4 separate regions of the Zea mays genome follow, and all the other regions are linked to region 1. A link is a contact called in public Hi-C data. All regions are on one chromosome and are shown on one strand. Each heading gives the region's core, a stretch centred on a gene start, on an enhancer-like site or on the middle of the called end of the contact. The rest is flanking DNA. Distances are from core to core; before and after follow the strand shown.

Region 1 (2,700 bases), core at 201-2,700:
AACACACCACGTGCAGCAGTACAACAAAAGGAAACCTCTTTTGAATTATGTTTTAGACTGGAAGAGGTGGGACATCACAGAACCAGATAATACCAGGGGTGACGGTGAATGCTAGTTATGAATTGAGAATTTACGAAATTCATTTCAAGAAAAAATATAGCAAATCAAACACAATAAATTGAAGAATAGTAATTATGCAGCTACATACTTAGTAAATGTCTTTCGCATTAACAAGTGCTCTACTTCAGACATTGCTTTGACATCTGATGTGTCAACTATGCTCTTCCCTTTCTCCATTCCACCCTCTGGGATTGGAAGTGAATCCTGCATTGAGTTTTGAAATGTTCTGGTCTGAACAACGGTCAACCAAATAGAATACAGGCTCACTAAACATAATATATAGCGTGTTCTGTTTAACTGGAAAACTGTCAGTTGCTACTTACAACATGTGTTGAATCAGGTAAGCCCTGTTTTGGCTCATTGTTTCGTCCTGCAAGAAAAAACTGTGATCAGACCAGCAACAATGTAATTTATTAGTTTATTTATATGCAATTATTACACAATCGCTATTAGGAAGTAAGAGCCAACCATAAGAAAGGATGCGGAGAGTAAGAGAGCTCTTTTATTTCGCATCCACCAATAAAAACATAAGGATCCAATTGGTTAGACACCGCTTGAGCGCTAAAATTGACTCTATCATACACCAATCAATCATTGTGATATGTTTCCTTTTATACATAACTGCAAACCACGGTTTTAAAGCTTTCCGTTTCTGCAGGAAAGTTCATGTGAGTTACCACGGCAAAACACATCAGCTTCATCACGAGCTCAACTCTATGTATCGCCAATAAATCATCCACAGCCAAAATCACCCAAAACCTTACGTAGGTGCAGGTAAACCCTAGCATGCTCGGGAAGTCCGAAACCCTAGTCCCAATAAAAATCACGGACGGTTGTTGCGGACGCCGATCTCAGGTAGCGGAGGGGAGCACAGATGAATCTCATGCTCACCAGGAGGCGACGACAGCGGCGGAGAAGGGGCCGGCGGCGGGGCGAGGCGCTTGCGGAACACCGAGCCGAAGAGGCGCGCGGCGCCACCCGCGATGAGGCGGGAGGCCGGGTCCACCAGCCGGGACACCCAGCCACCGCCCCCGCCGCCGCGCTCCCCGCCGGGCTCCGAGGATGCGGAAGCCGCTGCAGCAGCGGCCGCGAGGCGGTGCGCCGCCGCGGCGGCGGGGGGCCGTTCGTAGGGCGTGGAGGCGGCGCGGAGGTGCGGGCGGCGCCGGATCTTTCCTCCGGCGCCGGAACCGTCGTACGGGCTTGGGTACATGGCGCGGCGGAGGCGGGGGCGCAGGGTGGAGGATGGGGCGGAGGCGCGGGGTAGGAAGGAAGGGGGTGGAATAACGCAAGGAAAAAAACTAGGGCTTCCGTCCCGCGAGTCGCGTCGCGAGGCCTGTGTGCTGCTGCGCAGCCTCTCCTGTCTCTATTTCGGTGCTCTGGCGTGTTGGCGTGCGCGGGGCGTGGGCATTGGGCTCCCGTGTGTCGCACTGTCGCTTCCCGTGCAGCCCATTAAAGTTCAGATTTGGTCGTTTGAACACGATTAGAGCCGTTAATGCAAAAGGATGGTTCGAAATTTTGAACAGCCTTTCTTTTTGGCGCCGGATATGGCCTGGGTGCTTCTTTGCCGTTATCAGTATCATATTTTATCTGGCACTCGCAGTTCTGCGGGTTTTTGAACATCCAGATTTATGGAGCGAAGGTTAGGTTTGTAGAATAAAATAATGCTGTGGGAACATGTGCTTAATTTAAATTAATAAAATTACTCAATCAAATGTATCTAATTTGCTTGCACCTTTAGCTCAGAATTTTAGATGTACATAATAACATACATGTGGCCGCCAAAAAACACAGAACTTGTCGAGTCAGTATAACTTCTGAAAAAAAAACAAATGAAGTCAATATGTTTCCCTCTAAAAGCTCAAGGTAAAGAAAATTGCTGTGTGAAAAACAACGTTCAATCCTCCTCCATGTTAGTTCAAAGCATGTGCTACCCTTCCAAGTTCTAAATTGTACTAGGAGTATACCATTCTCAAAGTATATCTTGCACCCCGATCTCCTTTTCCTCCCTCCCCCAAGAAATATTTCAATGCTTATGAACTACTTTTTCTGTTTTAAGAAAAACTAGTGTTTAGTTTAGATGCCCATATATTAACCTTACTTCTTAGGTTAAGGCACTATCTGTTTACCATCTAGATTATATAATCCAACTTAAATAATTTGAGAGGTAAACAAATAATACAAATTATTAGGTGGATTATGTAATCTAGATATCTAGATTATAATGATTCATAAGCAAGTCAATAGATGTTTATATAATTCATAAGCTGGATTATATAATTCTGGAAGAAACAAATAGGGTCTAAAAATTCTACACTAATCTTTAACATATATGGACATGGGCTGAGATGGATAAATAGACATCTAGATAAAGTCCATATATTTCGATTGTACTTTCAAGTTTTACCATTCAGCCAAGAAGCATCGAGGGGAATAGCAGCAAGTACCAAAAGGTGATGTCCATTTATTTCGATTTCTATTTTTTCATCTATATCTCACTACTGTGCCACCTCAGCAACCTCTCCCCCTATATCTCTATCATCTAGAGCCTTTCCCTCTATACTATCTCCATATACCACACTA
Region 2 (2,700 bases), core at 187-2,686, 180 kb after region 1:
CCTAAGCTCGCTCATCTTTCCCCAAGGCACATCGACAGCAAAAGAAAATGAATCATGTGTTATAAACAAAACCATGTAATCGAAGGTTGAGGCAATAGAAGAAAATATAATCAAGACGACCGTATCAACGAACCGTATGTATGATACAAAGGCCACGAAAAAAAAAAACTAGAACGAATTACGCAGGCCAGGCGGCCTAGTTCTTATTGACGCCCTTGAGCACGATGGGGAGGACGATGACGAGGATGATGACGAGGAGGATGAGGATGGCGATGCAGGTCCACTTGCGGGTGCTCTTCTGGTGCTTCCGCGCCACCTGCAGCTGCTCGCGTCCGCGGTCGACGAAGGACCTGGCGCGGCCGACGTTGCCCTCGATGTCGTCCAGCTGCTCCCCCTGCGCGGCCACCAGCACGGCCATGTCGTTGAACACCTGCTGCAGCTCCAGCAGGCTGCGCTCCAGCCCCGCCACGGCGCCGTGCCGCTCCTGGATCTCCGCCACCACGCCCAGCACCTCCCCGCGCCCCTGGCCCTGCTCCGCGATGGCGCGCTGCAGGAACCGCTCCCCTTCCCCGGACTCCGCCAGCGCGTCCAGGGTCGCCTCGTCGGGCTGCGCCCCCGTGACCGTGAAGTACCGCCGCGCCACCGTGTCCCGGTACTCGGCCGCGACGCGGGACCGCAGCGACGAGAAGGACTCCATCGAGTCCCGGAGCTTCTTGCGCAGCCCGGCCACGACGGACGTCCGGGTGCGGTCGGTGGAGGAGCCCGGCCCGCACCCGGGCACGGACCGGTTGGCGGCGTTGGCGCGGTCCAGCGACTCGAGGCGCAGCTTCACCACCTTGGCCTTCTTGATCGCCGCGGCCACGTCCGCGTCCATCCGCGCGCGGAGGCCGCGCACGGCCGCCGCGTCGTGCATCGACTTTCCCCCCTCGTTGGCGTCGTGGAGCGACCGCTGGATGCGCTCCAGGTCGCGGAGCTCGTCCTTGATGGACTCCACGTCCTCGAAGAACCTGTCCAGGCTCGCGCCCGCCGCGGCGCCCGGCGGCGCAGACATCTCCACGCCGCCGGACTCGATGTCCCCGCCGTCGCGCTTCCATGAGCTCGAGAACAGGCTGTTCATGGTGGATGGATTGTTCTGTCTCTGGCTGATTGGCTTCCTCACGGGCCAAGGTCGCTTCTAAGGGTTCGCTCCGGCCCGGTGGCCGGTTTCTTGGATCGGGGGGATGAAATGAAATGAAATAGTGGGAGGGGTAGTTGGACAAGGGGGGCGTGGAGATTCAATCAATCATGCGAGATGGAACAAGACGACGGACGCGGAGTTGAAGGAGTCGGCCGTGCCGAGGCATCCATGTGATGTGACGCCGTGGCGGGCGAGGAGACCGTGTGATGAGGAGGCGGCGCGCGCCACCTTGCTCTGAAATGGCAACGCGGGAGGAAGGTGGGACGAAGGAGAGGGCAGAGGGGGGCACGGACACGTACGAGCGAGGGTTCTTGGGGACGCGATGGGTGGTGGGATTCGGCGCGCGGGTCCAGGTCTTTCGCCGGGTCGCCTCGCTGGAAATCCAACGAGCCGTAACTACCAACCACCCGGCACTATCCGATCCATGCTGACCGGCTGATCTGACCCGATCAACCCAACTGCACAGCTACAGATCCACTTGTCTGTCTCGTAACACCGAGACAAGAGAGAAAAGGGCGATACGGTACCCTGTAGCATAGTGTCGTACTGTCGCTTGAGTATCTCTTAGAAGTTAGAAGTACAAGTACTACACCACATGCTGACATGCTGCGTCAGCGTCACACAAGGATCAAGGAGTTCTCGGCGAAGGTACTGGCCAAATGGCCGGGCCGGCGCATGCACTGGATCGAGCAGAAGGCGCCGTGCTCGTCAGCCCGTCGTGCATCTGGCTAGTATCAAAAGAACCCACATGGTATGTTATTCAGAGTCATCACACAGAGTATCATAGCAGTCACATAGTGGTTATGATATCCGAAAACAACTGCACCCTACAGAAGTGCAAATGTGTTCGTATCAGAGGCAAAAGGGGCGACATGATACACTAGCTCTTCGAAGTCACCACAGCAATTCCGTATTGATTATGATCTCCCAAAAACAACGTCATCACACAAAATATCATAGCAATTCCGTAGTGATTACGATCTCCAAAAGACGACATCACGATCAGAAAGAAAAGAAAATATCAAAAATAACAGCACCCCTCAGACACTTGCACCTGATGTGGACAGCTGGACGTCGATACGAGGAACTGAAAAGGGGAATCAACATATACCCATATGGCATAAAGGCTCAAGGCCAGACGATGATTTTTAAAAGGATTGTACAAACAATGAAAAAATACTGTCGCCCATACAACAACAATCTCGAGACGATTGCCTGATTACCTCGTCAAAATTACAGAAAATTTATCGGATCCATCTACCACTACATACTACATTTGCGAAATCGTCTAGCAGCGACAAGTTAAACAGGATGTACAGGAATAGTATATGCTCCTACTAGCCACCATCAACAATTAGACAAGCAAAACTTCTATCGGTATATTCTGTCTGCCAAAAATCCACCAGCAATTACCGTTAGTTTTTGTTCCCAGCGACAATTGTATACATGTACTCACCAGAACTCATCCTTCAAAATGACGTGTAAATATATCGGTACCGAAGCAGAACCATGAGCGTATCCAA
Region 3 (2,700 bases), core at 61-2,560, 150 kb after region 1:
TATCACGCTAGATGGCTTAAACAGAATTAATACAGTAATGAATTGACGTAATTAAAATATAGGGGGAGTATAGTATCCCTATATGCAAACTCTTTATAAGAAACTGTTAAAGACCTATTCGCCCAATTATTACGGTTAGTCAAGACTTTACAGGGAACCTTGGAGACAGACAAAGAAGTAAGAACCCAATGCACCTGTGCAAAGACTGTACTTTCCAGTCTTTCCCTGAAGAATTATGACACATGATTAGAAGACGGTTCAACCTTTCACACATAAACACGGAAGATGGCTGTACCTATAAATACTAGAGAACTTGGCATAAGGGAATTCGCATGACCTCACAAAACCTCTCCTGATGGAATTTTAGTTTATATCTGGTGGAATATTTGGAAGGGGAATCAGATAACCTTTCAACAACAGGAGCTGCAACCGTCGAAAGTAGCCCAACTGATCAGAGATAACAACCCACAGTTTAGCCTGGCCATGCAGCAAACCACCGACTAACCTTGAGCTTTCTGGGCTGTTTTTCTACTTCTTTGGTAGGTTCTGCACTAGAGTTTTTGTTTTTATTCCGCTTGTAAGTTTCTCTTTCTAGTTTCTATCGTGTAATATATATTATGGCGAAGCACTCGCCGTTAATTCAAAAGAAAGACAAGCATCTGAATTTGAATCCGGCAACCTATCCAAATTGTGCCGTCCAACGAGACTTTGATATATATAGACCACTGAATGATAACGGGCGTACCAGTCGTGGACTAACAAAGACAGGTAACATGGCAGCATGGCGCTCGCCGCCTGTTTCCGAGAAGAAGAGTATATGTCGTTTTCTGATCAGTAGCCGACTGACCGGTTACTGTTCATTGTTCGCTGTTCATTGGCAGCAGCAGAGCAGTGGTAGTAGTACTGGTAGTGGTACTCTGGTAGCTGATAGCACGTTACTAATAATTATCATACGATTTCCTAAGCGGAATCTCGAGACGAACCACATTTTTCATCCGGTCTATGAGCGCGCTCAATCATCAGTGACAGAGAACACTGTAGGTCCTTAACTGGAACTAACAATTCAGAAACAATCCTAAATGTTTATTACACTGGATGAATTTTATTTGGATAGATGATACTACCGTTCCTGGGCTAAAAAGCAAGGTAAAAACTGGCCTAACGCACGTGATCCTCCCATGGTCTCAGAAGAAAACCACTCGCAAAAAATAAAAAAATCGCAGCAATGAGGCTGCTTTCAGTTGACGGTGTGCACGACTCGCTGAACCCAGCGTGATTTTGTCCCGGTTCTTGGAGCCCAGCAAAAAGGGCGCCTGAAATTCCACAGGATGAAGGGGAAAACGGCAACAAAAGGGACTCCGACATGCGGTGCAGAAAGTGAAAACGCGAGAAAAGCGCCCGTCCTTTCTCGTTCCCTTCCGTGCAGTTGCAAGTGTTGCCACGCCGCGCCGCGACACACCACGCAGGAGGCAGCGAGCGCAATAATGCGCACGCAGAGGAGCACAGCGGCGTCACTGCTGCGGCAGTAATGGCCGCCTGGTTCCACTTCCACCACGGTGTGCACTAGCGCTACACCGAGGCCACCTTTTCTTGGTTCCTTCAACACGCCTACTCCGGCCTCCGGATCGGGCACCACGTCTGCCCCCTGCTCCCGGAATCTTTGCCAAGCGGCGCCGCTACTGTCCGGCAAGGCGACCCCGTCTCTCGGCCGGCGTTGATCTGGTGATGCGCTTTTCACGGTGTTTTTTTTTTTTGTTTCACTCCCCCCTCCGTCCTGTGTGATTGTGCTGCAGTTTTGTGCCGGTGCTAACGGAAACCGGAAAGTTTGCGTCTTTATGTTACTGTGGTTGAGGCGGGCGGAGTGGCGGCGCGATGGGCATCTCGGCGAGGTGGCTCAAGTCGTTAGTTGGGTTGAGGAAGGTGGGGCGGCAGCAGCAGCAGCGGCGAAAGGATGATGCAGATGTTGGTCGAATGGTACGCGCCGCGCCGAGTTTCTTCCAATCATTATCCAGTTCTGGCGTATCTTGTTCTTAAATTGGTGGTTGGTGCATTCATTTCGCTTATTGCCTGGACCTATGTGGATTATGCAAGAATCATTTTTCATACCCGAGTCAATCCACACCACCAAAAGAATGAACTATTTAATCAGGCTTCTTGATCATATCCTGGGAAGGTCTGTACTGATCAATGTTAGTTATCCATCCTTGACTGAATCGGGATTGCAGTCGGTAATTCCTTGTGCACTGGTTGAATTAATTTTAATTTTTTTTTACTGAGGAGAGCATATTGTTGAGTAATTTGTTACCTGCTTTGTTCAAAGCTTACTTAAGTACTTGACTTCATTGGCACTTCTTGAACTATGAGAACAAAAAATCTTGGTGGTTATGCAATCACAAGAGCTTTAAATTAACTGATGGATATGTATAGCTTAGTATGGCCAAACCTTGCCTTCTGATATACACATGGAGAACATATTTTTGTGCCACTTCCCTCAGACTCAGAATATACATTGTTTTGCTTACGAGTTGCCAACTGGAGAAACTGCAGAAAACCGATGTCGCCGACCAGTTTCATTTTCAGATTCAGCACTCTCAAGATGACAATAGCATTGCTGCACAAGAAATTCCAGAGGTTTCTTATGGAAATGATCCACCTGAAGATGATTCTAATGTACCTTCATGCTTCGAGCCTGCTCGTAGT
Region 4 (2,700 bases), core at 127-2,626, 250 kb before region 1:
ACTACTTGGAAAATTTTGAACTCAAATGGACGAGGATCACAACTTCTGTATTATATTCTCTCCGTCCTAAAATAATAATAATTATAGGTTATGTGGCGATTAAAATAGTTCATATTTGATTAAATTGCTAGTGAATAATATTTATATTTATAACTTGAAATAAATTTATTATAAAAATATATTTTATAATTAATCTAACAGTATTTATTTGATATCTATAACTATAGTTACATTTTTAGAACAGTGAAAGTATATATGCTCTTGTGTATACCGGTCATCTGGCATCTGAACTCCTTCGTCCATTCTAAAATAAGTCTCAGTCAACATTTTTTTTCAAATTTAACTAAATTTATAAAATATCAACAATATTTATACATTCAAACAAAATATTAAAAATATACCTGAAGATACTAACTCTATGCTATAAATATTAATATATTTATATGCATATTTAGTCAAAGCTAAAAATACTTAATGAGACGGCGAGAGAGTCATGATGGTTAACTCTCGTGGAAACAAGAAATTTACCATTGCTGCTGCGTGACGTCATGGCATGCACAGCAGCAAGTAGCAACAAGGCAAGCAAACCGCGCTGTGCGTGAGAAATTTACCCACCCTGTGTGCATGCAAGTGGAAATTTTGCACGAACAGCGCGAAAAAAAAACTGAAAATTCTTGTACACTCAGCCTATGTATAAAAACATTACAGTACTAAATAGCTTGATTAGAATTAGAACAAGGGGCTGAGCTCCTGGATGGTCTGCATGGTGTTGGGGGAGAAGATGATGCCCGGGGACAGCAGCGTCCCGGCGGTCATGGGGGACGACAGCTGCGTCGTCGTCGCCGTCGTTGGTGGCGCCGGCGCGGCCCGGCGCTGGCCGAGCGTGAGCAGGAGAGGGTCGCCGGCGCCGCCCTCCTCGGCCGTCGCGGGCGAGATCGTCGGCAAGGACGAGGACGACGTCGTCGTCGTGGCAGGGGGCTTGCCGGTGAGCCGCTGCACGACGGTCATGAACTCCTGCGGCCTGGCGTGGATGACCTTGGGCGTGTGTTCGTACACGATCACCGGCTTCTTGGTGGTGGTAGTGGACGCCGTCGTCGGCGCCGGCGAGGAGCCCCGCGACGACGACGACGACGACACCTTCAGCGGCAGCGGCCGCGGCCCTCGGAGGCCGGTAGCAGGAGCAGCTCGCTTGGAAGGAGACGACGACGCCTCGGAGGAAGGCATGGCGGCCACGGTCATGGTCATGGCAGCTGCACCAAGCTTCTCGACCAACTGGCGCTGCGTACGTGCTTTGCTCGGTCCGCTGGCGACGTGTGCTCTACGGAGTACGGAGCGGTGCAGTGCAACGCGCGGGCGCGGCGGCTTTATAGGGAGAGAGAGAGTCACGCGAGCAAGTGGCGGTTGCGATGTGTGACAGTGTGAGGCTGCCTGTGTGCATACATGTCCAAACTCCAAAGTCGCCGGTCAAGTACGGCAGGTGGCATGCAGTTGACATGTACCGTGCTTCAGTTCTCGTGGATGAAAAAGTCAGAAGCTCCATTCGGAAGATGTCTCTGGTCAAGGTGGTAGGTAAGAAGTGGTTAGCCGTTGCGTTGCTAGTCTTTTCCCTGCGCGGCCGGCCGCCGGCGCGCCTAGTGCGGGGTGCGTCCACTGCTGTTCGCTTCGATTAAGACCGACTGCAGACAAAAACAGTAGAAGCCAATTCAGATTAAAGTTAATCCATAGATACTAGTAGCGTTTTGTTTTCAGTACGTTAAATACACTAGATCTAATAGTTATTAGCTTCTAAAATTAACGGTAGACATCCAAAGAGCGGAACCAAAATTTAGTTATTATCTATTTTTAGTAAACAGATAATAGTAGCTAAGTATTTATTAGCTAGGTAATTTTAATATTACTTTTTTAGCCAGCTAACTATTAAGTTCTAGCTTATTTAAACATGACCTTGATTTTTTTTTCATTCACCAAACATAATATAGCTTCTTGTTTTTGACTACTCACTACATAAAAAACATACACTTTCTACAGGTTTTTAACTTCTTATAACTTTTACTAGCTGAATGCCCGTGCGTTGCAACGGGAATATATAATGTCAGTATACTACGATAACTTATATACAAAATGTGTGTTATATTGTTATGAGAAAATGTTTCATAATCAATTTGTGATCCTAGCCATACATAAATTTTGTTATTTTAATCTAGTTATTTCACCACTACATTGCAACCATCAGTATCATGCAGACTTCGATATGCCACGATTTGTATGGTCTCATCATTGGAGAGCACATTCCACACATGCCGGAAAAATTCCCTCGTACATCGTTAGTCATCAGACACGTACCACCATATGCTCTTGCTTAAACAAAAAGGTAAGTGTGTATGTGTTTGCGAAGAGAATTAAAGGCAAGCCGGCACAAAAGCTACTCTGACGGTGGCGAGGATGACGAACTGGCCACTGTTGTCGATCCTCCTCTGTGTCACCTTCGGCGCCAAGATGACGCCACAATCCTCGATATATTAGTCGTCGAACGCACGCGACATGACGAGTACCAATGACTCTTGGTTGGGCTGCCAAACGAAGTGCACCCCGGGCTCATCAGCGAGGTAGTACCCCTGGCCGTTGCACCACCAGATGCGCTATTACACTACATACATCATGTTCAAGGACACTCACACAACATCAGCAACGTCCATCGTC

What was found. A called contact is a pair of places that touch in the nucleus more often than the background predicts.
Region 2: a Hi-C map of ear shows a contact between it and region 1, with 2.0 times the contacts expected there. The contact joins the promoter of LOC100284409 here to the promoter of LOC103644146 in region 1. A contact is called at or near these places in 3 of 25 Hi-C or Micro-C datasets (ear, leaf and tassel).
Region 3: a contact with region 1 is called in a Hi-C map of ear, with 2.1 times the contacts expected there. The contact joins the promoter of LOC100284036 here to the promoter of LOC103644146 in region 1. A contact is called at or near these places in 2 of 25 Hi-C or Micro-C datasets (ear and tassel).
Region 4: a contact with region 1 is called in a Hi-C map of leaf, with 2.3 times the contacts expected there. The contact joins the enhancer-like site here to the promoter of LOC103644146 in region 1. A contact is called at or near these places in 4 of 25 Hi-C or Micro-C datasets (all in leaf).

The regions. Positions count from the first base shown.
Region 1 is chr1:292,755,135-292,757,834 of Zm-B73-REFERENCE-NAM-5.0, reverse strand. LOC103644146 (nuclear pore complex protein NUP1-like) reads right to left here and starts at 1,450. Exons shown (of 16, transcript XM_008667343.4): 1 at 1,012-1,450; 2 at 444-490; 3 at 209-351. The coding sequence starts at 1,330.
Region 2 is chr1:292,574,412-292,577,111 of Zm-B73-REFERENCE-NAM-5.0, reverse strand. LOC100284409 (syntaxin 121) reads right to left here and starts at 1,436. Exons shown (of 1, transcript NM_001157304.2): 1 at 64-1,436. The coding sequence starts at 1,117. The coding sequence ends at 197. LOC103644142 (trafficking protein particle complex subunit 8) reads right to left here. Exons shown (of 29, transcript XM_008667340.4): 29 at 2,271-2,700.
Region 3 is chr1:292,606,122-292,608,821 of Zm-B73-REFERENCE-NAM-5.0, reverse strand. LOC100284036 (calmodulin binding protein) reads left to right here and starts at 1,310. Exons shown (of 7, transcript NM_001412716.1): 1 at 1,310-1,722; 2 at 1,853-1,974; 3 at 2,581-2,700. The coding sequence starts at 1,873.
Region 4 is chr1:293,007,062-293,009,761 of Zm-B73-REFERENCE-NAM-5.0, reverse strand. No RefSeq gene overlaps it. Among protein-coding and RNA genes, the nearest start is that of LOC100275635, 7.8 kb to the left of the region's middle. Within about 2 kb of position 1,376, at least 18 of the 20 cell types and tissues checked have an H3K27ac peak or open chromatin away from gene starts, as enhancers often do. A contact at or near this core is called in leaf, where this site is marked.